Regions from separate parts of the Sus scrofa genome. Here region 1 is linked to region 2. Evidence: chromatin contacts called from public Hi-C data. All regions are on one chromosome and are shown on one strand. Each heading gives the region's core, a stretch centred on a gene start, on an enhancer-like site or on the middle of the called end of the contact. The rest is flanking DNA. Distances are from core to core; before and after follow the strand shown. Region 1 overlaps SMAD7 (SMAD family member 7). Region 2 overlaps CTIF (CBP80/20-dependent translation initiation factor).

Region 1 (5,410 bases), core at 2,219-4,718, 170 kb after region 2:
ACGTTTGCCACCCCATCCGGGACACAAGCAATGACGCCACCGCCGCTCCCTCGGGTTGTCGGGGGAGCAAAGACAGCTCTGGGGTTCAGAGCAAGCAACCCGGGTTGTGTGTGTGGGGGGTGAAACAACCTCACTCTCAGTTAACTCTGTTACCCAGAAAATGCGCAGATCCAACCCATCACTACCACCTGAGCTCCTTGGACAAATGGAAGGGAGAATGAATTCTGGCTGGTAGAAAGCAGGATGGAAAAGTTGGATTTTTTTTTTTCCTTCAGAGCTCTGCAATGCGGGTCCGGGTGGCTGGGCTAGGGGGCAGGCAGGGGGTGGCACAGGTTCTTGCCTTCAGAAGCCAGGGTGCTTCTTCAGGTGCCCTGGCCCCAACCAGCTGAGCTTCCCAAGTCTCACTCCTCAGGGAGCCCCACCCCTCATGGGTGGACCAGCTATGGAACCAGACACCCCCTCCTCAAACCTGCTTCCCCAGGGCACCTTGGCAGTGACTTGAGCTCATCCTTGAAATGAAGCTCACAATGGCAGCCTCACCGGCTGTTGTGATGTGATGAAAAGCAGCCAGAGGGCCAGGCCTGAGCTGCAGCTTCACTGGAAACTCTCAACTCTTAGGGGGCATATCATCTCTTAGGTTCGAGAACGCTCGGAAAACGCTGACCACACTCTTCGCCCCCCTTACCCCACCCCAGGTGGGAGAATAGTTCTGCGCTGGTACTTAAACCTAATGAGCCCTTCTGGCAGATGCTCACAGAAAAGGCACGCTGTGAGGCAGCACAGCATCACCATCCATATGTTAAAGGAGGGGAGACAGGCACACATCACCTGCCAAGAACTGGGTTCGAGGCCCGTGTGAGCTGTGGGTGGGCAGCCACCTCAGGCCCTTAAAGCCACCAGCCCTCTCCAAATACTAGAGATTCAGATATGTGTCCTCCAGAGCACACTTTGAAAGTGTTACACCTACTGTGGCCCCGAGTGTGGGGTTCAGCTCCTTCACACCAAGAAGCCAAGAGAGTGAAAGGGCTTCTTTGCCAGCACGCTGCTGCTCTGTGACCTTGGCCAAGTGGCTCTGCCCCTCCAAGCCTCAGTCTGACCTGCCCATAACTACCAGGCAGAGGGGCTGGGGTAAAACAGCCCCAGGGGCCCTCTTCTGCCTCTGATGGGTCTCTGGCTATACTTTGGGATTCACAGATGTCTCTGGTCAGTAAGAAACATCGCCGGGTCCATTTCTTTTTACTACCTTCTAGAGAGGCAGAAAATCACTTTGGGGAGCAGGGCACCTTTTTGCATTTCATCTGCAACCATCAAACAAAAACAAAACCAAAAGGCAAAAGAGATGTGAGTCAGAGTTTGCTGTGTCCATCTCTAAATCAAACTTTACAAAAACTTTCAGTGAGTCTACAAACATGTTCTTTCTGTCTCAGGGGAAGGCGAGCCCCCTCCTGGGGTGGGAGGGGGGTCTCCTGTGTCATCATCACACTCCCAACGCCCACCCAGGCTTGGTGCCCTAAAGTTCCTCACCCACCATCATCCTCCTTCCTCCTGCAAACTCCCAGAGCTTACATATTTGGCAGATCCTGCTCATCTACAAGACTGATTCGTGACTGTGTCTTACAAATTGTGATGAGTAATCAGTTACTAGAGCTAAAATGTACTTCCCTGCTCCCCCAGCGGGCCCCACCCCCCGCTTCCTGAGCCCCTCAAACAGCCCAAGTCTGAGGCCCCCGAGCCCCCGGGGTCCCTCCTAAGAGCAGTGTTTTGCCATCAGAGGATATAATTGAGGGTAGCGCCGGGCAGGGGAGGGAAGCCACACAAATCAAAAGCTCCCATCTGTCTCGCCAGCCGGGCTGACGCGGCTTCCTGCGCCCCAGCCTTCAGCCATGCAAATTATAGCGTGTACCCGGCTGCCTGCCTTCTGAGGAGGCCAGCTCTGCCCGGCTCCGAGAGGCCTCAGAGGAAGGGTGGGGACACCCAGCCCGGCCAACTCCATTCATAATATTTACAGTAAATGGGCCTCCCTGGCTGTTGGTTAGTGTGCATCCAGCCTCATCACTTCTCAAGTCTGCATTTCAAGTTTCTTCCACGCCACGGGTGCATCACTGAGTTCCCGCTGCCACCCCCAAAGAGCTGAGCAGCTCCATTCAGGAAAGAGGCTCAGACACTTGCACACACAGAGACCGCCCCCCCCATCTGCTCACCTGTCCACACCCCCAGGTAGGATCCTGGCCACTCCCAGGAAGACATAACAAGGAAGGGGAACATCCCACAACAGAAGGGTGTTCAAGGATATTCCCGTCACATCTCTAACCCACCCACCTCCCACCTGCAGAGTCTAGAAATCCCTCCGAATTCCACACCTGGACTCCCAACTGGGGCTGCGCTTCCACTTGCAAAGGCAAATCCAACCGAAGAACCTTCTCTTAAAGCGCTAGAAAGTCCCTCATTTTTTTTTTCTTTTTCTTTTTAGGGTGGCACTGGCGGCATATGGAGGTTCCCAGGCTAGGGGTCCAATTGGAACTACAGCTGCCGGCCTACACGCAGTCACAGCAAGATGGGATCCAAGCAACCTCTTCGACCTACACCACAGATGACGGCAACACCAGATCCTTAACCCACTGAGCGAGGCCACGGATCGAACCCGCAACCTCATGCTTCCCAATCAGATTCGTTTCCCATGCGCCACGACCGGAACTCCTCCTCATTTTTTTAAATTAACATCCCTCTTCTTTTTATTAACCATCTATAAGTATGCTGCTACATGTTAAAGAATCTTAATAAACACAGCTGCATAATAAGCCACAATGTGCCGAAAGACACAACTCCCAGAGGTACAGAGCAGTTTCTGCCTGGTTCTGCGGGTCTAGGGGCTCTACTGGAGCTGCTTTTTTGCTGTGGGCCTCCATTTTTTTTTTTATTAAAATATAGATGACTGACAATGTTTCTTCAAGTTCTGTTGTACAGCAAAGCGACCCAAGCACACACATGTCCCTGTGCTGTAGCATAGGATCCCAATGACCATCCATTCCAAACATAAGTTTGCATCCAAACCCCCCACAAATGGGCCTCGATTTACTAGAGCCCCGCGCTGCCCTGACCTCTGGCTCCCTGAAAGGTAAGACAGCCTCAGACGCAGGCCCTGCCCCCACCCCATTCCCCCCACAGCTCCACTCAGCTCAACTCAGTTTTTTCTAGAGGGTAGAGAAATCGTCCAAAGATGTGGAAAAATACAGTGAGAAACAAAAGTCCTTTTCATCCCTCCCCTCCCCCAGCTCCCCTTGTTCCATAACAATTATGAAAACTGTTGGTTGGGATGGCATTTTGAACATTTACTGCATTCCGGCCAATAAATTCCAGCGCAGGATCTGATGGAAAAGCCTTCGCTCTTGGGCCAGCTCCCCGGCTCCCCGCCCCCTGCTCACTCCCAGCCCTCATTCCTTCTTCCTTTACAACCCAACACCAGGGCCCAGCCAGGCCAGGGCCGCACTGTACTTACAGGGAAAAACAACAGTACGACAGACTGGAGACAGCGTGCAGACTGGAAAAGTTAATCATTACTTCTGTCTGCCTCTGTAATCTAATCTCCCTGGCTTTGACACACTCACTGTTCAGCCATCCGGGCCCTTTCACCCCCAAAGCACCAGGACCTCCTAGGCCTGGGGCTCCCCCCTCCCGCAGGCCCTCCCAGCCTCAGCCGACAGCTCCCCCACCCTGGACCCCCGCTGCTCTCTGCAGTGTGCCCCACATTTCAGAGGACTCCAACCTGGCTTGTATTACCACAGAGAGCCAGGCCTCAGACGTGCCCCCCCCCACTCCTGCCCCAGGGCTCCCCTTCAAGCCCACCCAGTTGCCCCATGGGATCTGTGATCTGTCTACGCAGACATGACCCTGCCTCAACAAACTCCACAGAGAACTACCACACGGGCGGCAATTTCACCTCTGGGTATGCAGCTGTACTACTCACAACTGCCCAAAGGCAGAAGCAACTCCAAGTGTCCACTGAAGGATGAATGGATTTTATTTTTTTATTTATTTTTATTTTTTGTCTTTTTGCCTTTTCTAAGGCTGTTTCCCGAGGCATATGGAGGTTCCCAGGCTAGGGGTCTAATCAGCGCTGTAGCTGCCAGCCTACGCCAGAGCCACAGCAACGCAGGATCCAAGCCGCGTCTACAACCTACACCACAGCTCACGGCAACGCCGGATCGTTATCCACCGAGCAAGGGCAGGGATCGAACCTACAGCCTCATGGTTCCTAGTTGGATTCGTTAACCACTGCGCCATGAAGGGAACTCCTGTACATACACATTTTAAAAGGCAACGCTGACACATAACTACAACCTGAATGAATCTTGCAGACATTATGCTGAGCAAAATCCACCAGACACAAAAGGACAAATAGTGTATGAATCCACTCGTACGAGGTCCCTGGAACAGGAACAGTCAAATGCAGAGACAGAAAGTGGAATGGTGGTTGCCAGGAGCTGGGTAGGAGGGGGGACTGGGCAATTGGTGTCCGATGTTTGAGTGCCAATTTGGGAAGGTGAAAAAGTTCTGGAGAGGGATGGTGGTGATGGCTGCACAGCATGGGATGGACCGAATGCCACTGGACCATACATTTAAAAATGGCTAGAATGGGGTAACTTCTCCGTGGCTCAGGAGGTTCAGAACCTGGTGTTGTTACTGCAGCAGCTTGGGTTGCTGCTGTGGCATGGGTTCGATCCCTGGCCCAGGAACTTCCACATGCAGCGGGGCTTGGCCAAAAAAAAAAAAAAAAAAAGTGGCTAGAATGGTAAATGTATGTATATTTTACAACAAAAAATAAAAGGCCCTGCCTCTCCTAATGCTCTCCTGCACAGTCTGCCTTCCAGGGGATTCCACAGAGGGCAGGCAAGGCTAAAGCCCCCCACTCCAAAATGTATAAAAATGTTGGTATGCATATGCATTTTTCTGGGGAAAGACTCCTCAGCTGTCACTCATTCTTGGAAAAGTTTGCCAAGCCAGAACCTTGAAGAACTACAATCTTTTTCCTCACCAAGGGGAGAGGACATTAGCTACCCACCGCCTCAGCAACTGGCGGTGGGGGGGGGGGCAGTGTCTCATTCCCACACGCCTTCAAATCCACGAGCCAAAGATCACAGGTCACAGGATGTCGGTACCACCAGGGTCATGGAGACCACATCCAGCCACTTACTTTGCAGGTGAAAAAACTGAGGCGCAGCAAGCTGGTGGCTGTGCCCCCACCCTCAGCCCAGGAAATCAGGCCGGCCCCAGGGAACTGAATCCTGGAGGGCACTTTTCCTCCAGTTATAATTCTCTTCCAGTCCCCTTCCTGGGGCAACTGAGGCGGGAGGAGGGGTGGGGTTGGGGGTAGAGGAGGGATAGGGGGTGGTGCACCTTCTGAATCTTTGCA
Region 2 (4,928 bases), core at 1,486-3,985:
CCACAGCCACCCTTGAGCTGGGGGTCCACACAGTTGTGGACAGAGACGCAGGGGGGTGAAATCACCCCAAACCAGGCTTTGAGCTGGCTGCAGTCTCACAGACAGACTGAACGAGGAGTGTCCTGCACAACAGACTCAGTGGATTTCCATCAGCTAATTTGACCCCCCATGCATAGTTGGTGCTCCATTAGCACTGACTGCTCTGACCCTTGCCCCTTTGTCAAGCCAATGTCATGTTGGCTCCGTGAAGAGGAAAACATCTCCACTGTGCTTTGCCTTGCTAAGCCTCGCAGTCATTCTGCAAACTGGGGCTGGTGACCCCTGTTTCTGGGCCCTGCATCACACTAACCTAAGCGGCCCCTGAGCTGCACGCCTGAGCCCCTGCCTCTCAGCTCGACTCAGGTAGTGTCACAGTGGCTGGGGCAGGGGAGGTGGGACCTGTGCAGGGCATGTGTAGGTGGCCAGGAAAGGAGGCGCCTTAGCTAGTAATAAGCAGTCATCACTTTTTCTGAAGGCAAGAAATATGAGCCCATGCATAGTTTTCAAACCACTCGCCCTAGGAATTTTGCTTTCAGAAATTTCGAAGCAGACCTACAAATTATGTGGTAAAGTGTCCAACACTGAGGGAACCATAATAAGACAGTGGCCCTCGGAATATCGAGTGAGGAATGATTATGAAATAAAAAATGAACAGAGAGGCATTTGTCTGCCTTTGGACTGCTGTTCAAATCCTTTTTAAAAACAAAATCTGAAGTTATTCTCCCTACACCCACCTCCCAAAATGCAGCTGTGGTCTTCTGAGGACTTTTTTTTCAATAAAAGAGAGCAGTCTTAGAGTGAAACAAGACATCTGATTTCAGAACCCAGAGAAAAAAGAATAAACTAAATGAGTGATGGAAAAAGCATACTGACAATTTCCATTCTCAAAAAAAAAAACAAAAAACATTATTTCCTTAACAGCAGGTGTTGCCAGTAGCACAAATGGAATATTAATCTTATCTCCTAAGCAGTCCCCACCCCAACCCCAACCCCCACCCCACCACTCCCACTCCCATCGGAGAAAACTTCCTCCTCAGAGGGATTAGAACATAATAAGCGGGCAGAACCTTTGGGGTTACAGGGCTGCATGGCTAGTTTGTCTCCAAAACATGGACCCACATATCCGGGGATCTGAGACCAAATGCGGCTTCCTTACTTGGCTGCTGGGAGCAAGAGCGGCTCATTCCCAGCTCAGCCAAACCTAAACCCACAGGTTTCGTGATGAGCAGCCAGCTGGCCCCTGAAGGAAGGTATCGACGAAACCCAGGGCCAGCAAACACAGAAGAGAGAGGAGCTGGTTTTGGCTAGCTCAGCCAGCGACCGCTGAAAAATATTTGTGAATGGCCAGAGCAGGGAGCCTGGGGCTCCATTGTTGGTGCCCGAGGCCCAGCCCCAAGGCTCTTCCAGTGGTTCAGGCCCTCTCAGCCCTTTCCCAGGCTGAGGACGTGGGTCTCATGTGGCCGTCACCACAGCAGGTCTCAGCCATTAACTCAGCCCTTCTCTCCCGAGGGGGCGGGATCAGTGGACAAGTGGGAAACAGACAGGAGATTGACGCTTGGGAGCCATGACAGGCTGACAGGCTGGGCACACTCCTGAGAGTCTCTGCCAGGCCCTCTGGTGTGGGAGGCCCCCTTGAGCCTCAGTTGGCTCATCTGCAAAATGGGAAGAAAGATTCCTCACTGGCTGCACACAGCGACCAGTCCCAACAATAACTGGCCCTGAAAACTAAGCAGAAAGGAAGCAAAGGGCCTCCTTGCTCTTCTGCAAGGCCATCTGGCTCTTCTCCACCCTCCCAGGAGCCAGCCAGCCTCATATTGGTCCTTCTCCTTTTGAATTCATCAGTCTTGCCTGCCCAGTTAGGAGGGGGCCCTTGAGGGCAGACTCCCAGGCCTCCCTCCCACCCACCGACATCACTCCACATGTACAAAGGAGTTGCCACCCAGGCAGAGTGAGTCTGAGTACACTCACTAATGCCCAGCAACGGGGTGCATTCTTCTTGGTCATTGCTGTATTGATGGGGGGGGCGCTGGCTCCTAGGGTCTTTCGAACCAGGAAGACATGGAGTTCCAACCCCCCCAACCCCCCGCCCCCCCCAACTTTCCAGGAAATAAAAGCAGAAGCTCTGCCTAGCTGATTTCTTTCTGAGACCTTGACCAGCCGGGTAGCCGTAATCTCCTTCCTCCTCCAGATGAAAAGAAGGGGGTTGGGTTTTGGGATGGAGGGGGGTGGGGGAGGGGTTGGCTTGGGGAGGATGCTGGGCAGAGAGAGGGGAATCCCTGATGTTACAAGTGGGAAGCCAGTTTCAAGACAGATGCTGGGAAGGGCTTGGTAGACCATCCTTTGGGGACCTTCTTTGGACCAGAGCTGCAGGCATTACAAAAATTCTAAATAAGGATGACAAAAGTTGTAAGAATCAAACATGATCTGCCAGGGAATTTCCAAGGTTTTTCTCTGGGCTTAAAAATTACTCACACTCAAAGAACAAAGAGAGTGGATGGCAAAAAGAGCCAAGTAGTTTAAAGTAATTGAAAAATAAAAGTAGGGAGCATTTACCAAAGTCAGGGCACGTGGTACCCCGGGGAGTGGGCGGGCCGTGGAATTTCTCCTGTGCTCTCCCCATGCGTCTCAGGATGAGGGCTGCAGACTCCTGAGCTGACCTGTGTCTTGGGCATCTGGCACATCTGAAGGCCAGTCAGTGATGCTGGGAGGAACCCGACTCAGTGACTCACTTTGCTGATGGGGCCCAGCTCTGCCCTGGCCCCCAGGTGCCCATGCTGATGATTCATACCCCCCTAGGAATGCAAACTGACCCTCTTCCAGAACTTAGAGCATTAGGCCCACGATGACCCCTGCTTTTAGGGTGAGACCATTCAGGAATGAAGCTGTCTTAAACGTGCACCGGCAGTGGTGGTGGCAGTTGGGGGGATTGGATGGAGAAATGGCCTCTTCCACCCAAGTGTCAGGGCAGCATGGTGCTTGCATCAAGAATGCACTTCAGAACCCAATGAGATGGCACCTGGACTCCAAGGAGGCCTGGGGCACTCCCAGCCAGCAGGACTTAGTTTACCTACCAGGCCTCTATACATGTCTCTTTTTTCTTTTTTCTTTTTCTTTTATTTTTATTTTATTTTTTATTTTTTTTGGTCTTTTTTAGGGCTACACCTGCAGCATATGGAAGTTCCCAGGCTAGGGGTCAAATAAGAGGTACGGCTGCCAACCTACCCCACAGCTACAGCACCTCAGGATCCAAGCCTCATCCTCGACCTATACCACAGCTCATGGCAATGGCAGATTCTTAACCCACTGAGCAAGGCCAGGGATGGAACCCCCATCCTTGTGGGTACTAGTTGGGTTCTCAACCTGATGAGCCACAATTGGAACTCCTAAATGTTTTTATATTGACTATGGCAACCCAGAGGTGCCCATGGCTGCAGGCTGACCAAAAATGGCCCCAACTATTGCCTGCCCTTGGCAGCAAAAGAACCAGGAAAGGGAAGTTCCCACTGTGGCTCAATGGTTAAGAACCCAACGGGTATCTGTGAGGATGCAGGTTTGATCCCTGGCCGTGCTCAGGGGGTTAAGGATCTGGCATTGCCACAAGCTGTGGCATAGATCACAAATGCAGCTTAGATCCTGTCTTGCTGTGGCTGTGATGTAGGCCTGGAGGGAGCTCCAGTTCAACCCCTAGTCTGGGAACTTCCATATGCCACAGGTGTAGCCCCCCGCCCCAAAAAAAAGAACTGAGAAAGGGGCATCCTCTGAAGACAGAAAACTCTTAGAAAATAACCGCTCTACTTCAGGCACGCCCTAGAAAAACTGTCCCCACCCCCTCCATCCCCCATGCCCATGCCAGTAAGGGGCCGAGAGCCCACCCTCCGCAGGCTGTGACAAGGCACCCGAACCCCACCAGGGTGCTGCCAGGGAGGCTGAGTGGGGAGTTGGGACTCATTCCTGTGTGTCAGCAGAGGCCATGTGGGGAGCAGCAGTCAGCACCCTTCCCCGCCTAGCCATCGAGGTGTCAGTGAGCAGAGCCAGAACCCCCATCCTGGTGGTGACGGAAATGTTCTGTCTCTTGACTGTATCAGTGTCAGTATCCTGGTTGTGATCCTGAACTATAGTTTTGCAAGATGTTACCATGGAAGGAAACTGGGTAAAGGATACAAAAGATCCCTTTGTGTTCTTTTTTAAAACTGCATGTGAGTAGTTCCCATCATGGTGCAGTGGAAATGAATCCAACTAGGAACCATGAGGTTGCAGGTTCGATGCCAGGCCTCGATCAGTGGGTTAAGGATTCAGCATTGCCATGAGCTGTGGTGTAGGTCACAGACTCGGCTTGCATCTGGCATTGCTGTGGCTGTGATGTAGGCTGGCAGTTGTAGCTCCGATTGGACCCCTAGCCTGGGAACTTCCATATGCCTCAGGCATGCCCTAAAAAGCAAAACAAATGAACAAACCAAAAAACTGCATGTGAATCTGTAGTGATCCCACAATACAAAATTTTGAAAAATAAATGTATGTTCATTTAGAAAACACAATTAAAGGATTTCCTGCTGTGTCTCAGCAGAACGAATCTGACTAGGAACCATGAGGTTCGATTCCTGGCCTTGCTCAGTGGGTTAAGGATCTGGCATTGCCGTGAGCTGTGGTTTAGACTGCAGACGTGGCTTGGATCTGGCATTGCTGTGGCTGTGGTGTAGGCCGGCAGCTACAGCTCCTATTGGCCCCCTAGCCTGGGAACCTCTATATGCCGAAGGTACGGCCCTAAAAAGAAAAACTAAAAAAGAAAAAATTCTCATCCCATTCCCGCAGAGATAATGACTTAATGACTGTTAGCATTTTGGTGTGTGTCCTTCCAGATTTTTCTATGCATGTAAATCCTTGCCTTTAAA

The links. Hi-C and Micro-C count contacts between places; a contact is called where the count stands out from the background.
Region 1: a Hi-C map of embryonic fibroblasts shows a contact between it and region 2, with 1.6 times the contacts expected there. The contact joins two enhancer-like sites. A contact is called at or near these places in 1 of 47 Hi-C or Micro-C datasets (embryonic fibroblasts) and 1 of 2 datasets of contacts at active chromatin or transcription factors (alveolar macrophages).

Annotation. Positions count from the first base shown.
Region 1 is chr1:98,519,488-98,524,897 of Sscrofa11.1, forward strand. The region is part of intron 3 of SMAD7 (SMAD family member 7); the gene reads right to left. Among named protein-coding and RNA genes, the nearest start is that of SMAD7, 20 kb to the right of the region's middle. Within about 2 kb of position 3,469, at least 52 of the 83 cell types and tissues checked have an H3K27ac peak or open chromatin away from gene starts, as enhancers often do. A contact at or near this core is called in embryonic fibroblasts, where this site is marked.
Region 2 is chr1:98,345,381-98,350,308 of Sscrofa11.1, forward strand. The region is part of intron 7 of CTIF (CBP80/20-dependent translation initiation factor); the gene reads left to right. Among named protein-coding and RNA genes, the nearest start is that of TRNAD-GUC, 120 kb to the left of the region's middle. Within about 2 kb of position 2,736, at least 3 of the 83 cell types and tissues checked have an H3K27ac peak or open chromatin away from gene starts, as enhancers often do. A contact at or near this core is called in embryonic fibroblasts, where this site is marked.